Regions from separate parts of the Oryzias latipes genome. Here region 2 is linked to region 1. A link is a contact called in public Hi-C data. All regions are on one chromosome and are shown on one strand. Each heading gives the region's core, a stretch centred on a gene start, on an enhancer-like site or on the middle of the called end of the contact. The rest is flanking DNA. Distances are from core to core; before and after follow the strand shown. Region 1 holds the start of tbc1d22b (TBC1 domain family member 22B). Region 2 holds the start of LOC101163412 (protein-L-isoaspartate O-methyltransferase domain-containing protein 2).

Region 1 (2,700 bases), core at 97-2,596:
CAAGCCGTTTACATTTCAGAGCAGTCTCTATGTGTGTCTCATGGATTGCGACTCTTGTGTTCATGTTATGAATGAGTCATGCTGCTCCTCTTTTGAAATGAGTGACAGCTGCCTGTTTCTAAGCTACAACGGTGTTTGTGATGACGTTACACAGGATCCAACAGTAGTAGGTTGGGTGGAGACAAAACCAGGCAGATAATCCGCTCTAATGTGGGTCTGTTATGTCAGAGTCCCCTGAAACTGACGCTTGAATGACTCATTAGTATTACGCTGCTCCAAAAGTTAGCTGAGCCAGTTTTTCTTATATATGCTAAGAAAGACAGCTCTATCTGCCTCATATAATGTTTCCTATAAGTTGCATTTAACTTTTTTAGACTTCATCTAGCTTGTGAAATGTTTGAATTCAAGTGAAATAAAATGAACAAGCTTGTTTCTATTATCACATTTACTTTACAATGTAAATTTTAAATGAATTATCAGTGAATTTGGTACTTTTTCATCATTATTGATTACTTTTACGTGTGAAAAGCAGACAGTATTCCGGAAAACTGATTTGATTTCCTTTCACAAAATACGCACCAGAACTGACTGTACAATTGCCCGGCATAATGCAAAAGATAAGAGCGCATTTAATCTGCAAATACTAGATTATCTAAGATTAGGCTTTTTAAGTTTAAAAAGTCAGATCTGTGATGATTCTATTAGATTTTTGATTACAAACAAACAATAATTGAATGTACTGCTTCCTAAACAAAGAAGTGAAACAAAGAAACTTCTAGGAATGTTAAGTCAGCCTGGAAAATCTCTGGTTTGTTGGGATGTTTATAATTAATCCTTTTTTAGGAACCGCGTTCAAAATTAATGAGAGAGACGAACCAAGACCTGCCTGGATTTTGGTATTTTAGTCAGTCATTTAAAAAACAATGGAAGTATAGGAAGGTAAGATGCTTGTCCTGTATATTTTTCTTTCATCTAGTCACCACTAAACCCTTTCATTTTTCTAACTATGTTTAGGACAGCTGTAAATCAAATATCTACATTTAACAACCTTTTGACAACTTTACTAATTTCCCACCAGCCTGAAGTAAGCACGGCCTTTAACTCTGTGTAGTCAGTAACTCCCTCCAGGTCTCCCCTCACAGAGCAAAAGCACTAAATGTTGCAAAACACCGCCATCTTTGTTTAAATCAACAGAAAAACATAAACTTTTCTTTACCAGCATCAAGTTTCGGCCGTTCCCCTCGTCAGCAAGCATCCCTGGCCGTCGCTTCCCCGCCGGCCATTCTGATTGGTCGCCTTCCCTGCACCTGTTCGTTCCTTCCGCCAATCACGCGCTCCGAACGTTACTCTCCAAGATGGCGCCGTACAGGACGCAGTTTCCCTCATCGTAGCCTCGGCAGCTTTTTCGTTTCTGCCCATCGACCGTTCGGCTCTCCGAAGCGAGCTAAACGGGGCCCGCGGTCCTTCTTTTTCTGGGAGACACGGAGGCGGAACAACCATGGTTCCGTCGCGCCCGGAGCCGGTCTGAAGGCAAAGGGGAGGGGGTGCGAGTATGGCCACCGACAACAGGATCAATTTCTGGAGGAGAAACCCAAAGGTTCCCGGAAGGTTGGTTTCCTCACCTTTATATCAGTTTGAAATAAAACTGTGTTTGCGTAGCGAGTTTCCTGCCGATGCTGTTAAAGTTTAAGTCTCTCGATGAGCCATTAAACACCTAAAACCTGTGATCTGTCAAAGGAACAAATCTCATAAACGCATTCTACACATTTTCCTTCGGACGTTTTTATTTTATTTTTCCCCCCATGATTGAATGGGTTTTGAGATGTGAGCCCCTCCATCTCTGCTCTCTGCGGTTTCTGCCGTTCGTGGAGGGGGTGTCAACGGTCACACCCGCCATATGCTTTCCCAGACTGCACTGAGCGCGGCTGACAGACAGCCGGGAAAGTGCTCCATGTTTACATTTTCCTCACTCAGGATGCTCCCTGGGCTTTTCTGTGCCATCCCGCCTAGTTAGTAACTGTCTCTTCTCTGACCACTTATCACGTCACCGTAGAGCAAAATAAAATGTTTTTTTAAGTTATCTGCTTCAATAATATTTAAAGAGATTGAACTGGTAATGAACGCCATCTTTGTCCAGAGATGGAGGCCAAAGAGGTTTACAGAAAAACTTAATTTAAAGTCATTACTCACCCGGCGTCGTTGTTGGTACATGTAAAAAGTTCATCAGTCTGATTAGTTTGACAACATTAGTAATACATTTTGACTATTGAAAAAGGTGTAAATAAAAGTGCATTTCGTGCTAGCGTCCGCCCATTCAATTAACATGGCAATTACAGTAAAATAAACTAATTTAAACCTGAAATTTTGGGTTAAAGTCCTAAAAAATATAGGCTTTTGTTAAGTTGTTAAGGGTTTGATTATAGGGTGAGTTAAAAAGATGTAAAATAGAAATTGTCTTGTGGCTGAGCCACAAAACGGATTTTTGCCGGCTAACCGAATCAAATCAAACTTTATTGACAAAACAGATTTCAGAGTGACACAAAGTACTTTACAAAATAAAAGACTCTGCCAAAATTAAAAACTAAAGGCAAACAAAGCATTAAAAAAAAATAGAAAACACACACACACTACCCTGACACAACTAACAAAAACATTAACATAGATGAGATTATAAGTAGAAAAAAATAGAAACATGCAATG
Region 2 (2,700 bases), core at 190-2,689, 130 kb before region 1:
AGATACTTTTTTCAGGCATCAATTGGTCAATTCATAACTTGAATCACTTGCACTACAAAAAATTAATTTAAAAAAACGAGCATCAGCACAGACATGTTAATAAAAAAAGTATCAGAGCGAGAATGATTATTCTGACCAATAGAATGACTGAGTAACAGCTGTTTATTTCTCTATATGCGTCTATGGGATTTTAGCTTCTTGGAGCCAGCGAGTACTTCCTGTTTGAAACGCCAGGGGGGAGGGGTCACTCAGTCCAGATCTCCTTTACAGTCAATGAAAAAACACAGAAAAGACCCACAGAAGCAAAACTCTTGCTAAACCAGATAGAATGAAGCCCTGAAGTCTGCAGCCTGAAGGAAGTCTGCTTTGGTTTCACCAACAATTATCTCAAACGAGGAACCTAAAGGTTTTTTGTAATTAATCATTTTCACTTTGATGTTTCTGTTTAGCTCGAAAAATTGCTGTTTTTTTTTTCTTTTAAGATTTTGACGCTGAAAAGGTCAGATAAAAAAACTGATTTTTAGACTTTTTCATGCAGTTTAAGTCGCTCTTGTGCTCAAAAAGCTTCTTTTTGTTTTCATCTAGTCTAGTCTTTCACCTAGTTTTTTTGTCTGACCAACAGGTTAATATAAAAAAAAATTCAGACTATTCCAATTTTTCTTTACGACTTTTTTTTTTAGCTCAATGTGAGATTTTTCACAAGATACTTACAAAGAAACTATTGTTGGTCTCTCCCCACTCACCAAAACATGATGGCTCAAGATGCAATTTTATTGAACACAAGCCTTTAGAAATAAGGTAAATTCTATAAAAATATATAAATTAAAAAGAGAAAGTCGTCTGTTATTAATTTGAAATCAAACTGCAGAAGCAGATGAGGCTTCAATGTGGACAGACATGAGAGGAGGATCAGCCTGTAGCCACATGAATGAATGAACTATCACTGTGGCCACACGGGGGCGCTGCAGCACACTTCCGTCGATAGGCAGCATGAAGCAGAGCGGCTTTAAATCCACAGGCTGCAGCTAGCGAGGCCGATCCGGGCTTCGGTGCACAACAACCACCTGACGCTGTTGCGCTAAACGCGCACGGTGTTTCTCACGCACTCTCCGATTGTAATAAAAAAATAAACCCCGTAGATGCGGTTTGAGTCAAGCAGCTGCCAGGCGGAGGCAGTCGATGAAGGACTCCAGGCACGACCATGGAGGCGGCCGGAGCGCAGCGGCGGGTGTTCGCCCCGCAGGCCGCCTCTGGCGCCTCCGTGCTCGGCTTGAGACAGCTGCCGGGGTACCTGCTGTCTGAGCCGAGGGCTGCCGTCCGTCTGCGCAGCTCCACGCGCGTCCTGCTCTTTGTTGTTTGGAGGATCCAGACTACACAGCACAGCTGGATGTAAACATTCGGCCATCTGACGCGATGACGTCAGACGCACGGCACGCACAACCCCGCCGCCGGTCACGCGCGGGTTGGCCTTCTTTCTGTTTAGGGGGCGGACCAAAGCCAAAAAGAGGTTAGAAACCACCGCGAAATGAGAATAAATGTCACAAAATAAACATTTTAGAGCCGATTAGGACTTTTTTTTAAATCCGCGCTGTTCACACGGTTTAGCTAATCAAGCTTTTATTTAAACTGCTCTGTGGAGTTTAAAACTGAGAAAAAAATGTTTTTCTTCTTTTATTTGATTCATCAGAGAGAAAAGTTTTATATGTCCAAAGAATCAAAAGAAAACTGCAAAATGGGTCAAAGTATCACATAAAGTTTAACTTTAATTAACTTTAAGAACTGCTATTGAACTTTCAGAACTGTTTAAGAAATGTTCAGCTATAGCAGAAATAAGAAGATTCTGACCGTTAGTCCTTCAATGTAGACCTTTAACCTCAAAATAAAGGTAAGTAAAAACATGAATTATTTTATTCTTTTACAGCCTCCAAAAGTCACTTACATGGAAAAATGTTTTGCACACATCTTGGAGGGATAACAACACGATATAATGTTGGAAGAAAACCAAAACATTCGTCAAAGCTGAAAACAATCAGGTGTTATGAAGTTATGAGTCAAAATACTGAGTTATTTGATTTCGTTTATTCAATTCATAATTCACAATTAAAATATTTGTTTCTTTTTGTTTTATTTACGTGTGTTAAACAAAAGCCAGATATGGTAATATAATTTTCAAATAGTAAATGAGGAGATTATATTTTCTTTTATTTCTTCTTTTTTGTACAGTGTTGACATTTGGACCTTGAGTCTAAAAAAGTATAGTATATTAAAACCCAAAGGCAGTTTCCCATCCTAAAACAAGTAGAAAAATTGCTTTGTGAATTATTAAAGTATCTTTTTGTTTTTTAAACATAGATTTATACTTAAATAGTGATCAGCTTTTTGTGTTTGTCCCACTGTATGACAAATGTACCAAATGAAGAAAATACAAACAACAGAGATACAAAAAAGAAAAACTGTTTACCATAATCATCTGGAAAACTTTGATTAGTTATAGGAGACTGCAAATCTTGGCTTATATAAATATCTTTTAGTGAAATGGCAGAATCTAAAGGTTTATTCAAACGTCCACCAGATGCCAGTGTGGCTCTGCATAGAAGCTGCATGCGAGTGTAGTGGGAAAATAAAGTAACTTCTGCTGTGTAGACACAGAAGTTACTGAGAAAATAAAGAACTTCTGCTGTTTAGACCCAATCTGTGCAA

What was found. A called contact is a pair of places that touch in the nucleus more often than the background predicts.
Region 2: a contact with region 1 is called in a Hi-C map of embryo, with 2.3 times the contacts expected there. The contact joins the promoter of LOC101163412 here to the promoter of tbc1d22b in region 1. A contact is called at or near these places in 3 of 5 Hi-C or Micro-C datasets (embryo, fibroblasts and gastrula embryo).

The regions. Positions count from the first base shown.
Region 1 is chr7:4,892,097-4,894,796 of ASM223467v1, reverse strand. tbc1d22b (TBC1 domain family member 22B) reads left to right here and starts at 1,346. Exons shown (of 14, transcript XM_011476795.3): 1 at 1,346-1,608. The coding sequence starts at 1,553.
Region 2 is chr7:5,026,950-5,029,649 of ASM223467v1, reverse strand. LOC101163412 (protein-L-isoaspartate O-methyltransferase domain-containing protein 2) reads right to left here and starts at 1,439. Exons shown (of 7, transcript XM_004070587.4): 1 at 1,292-1,439.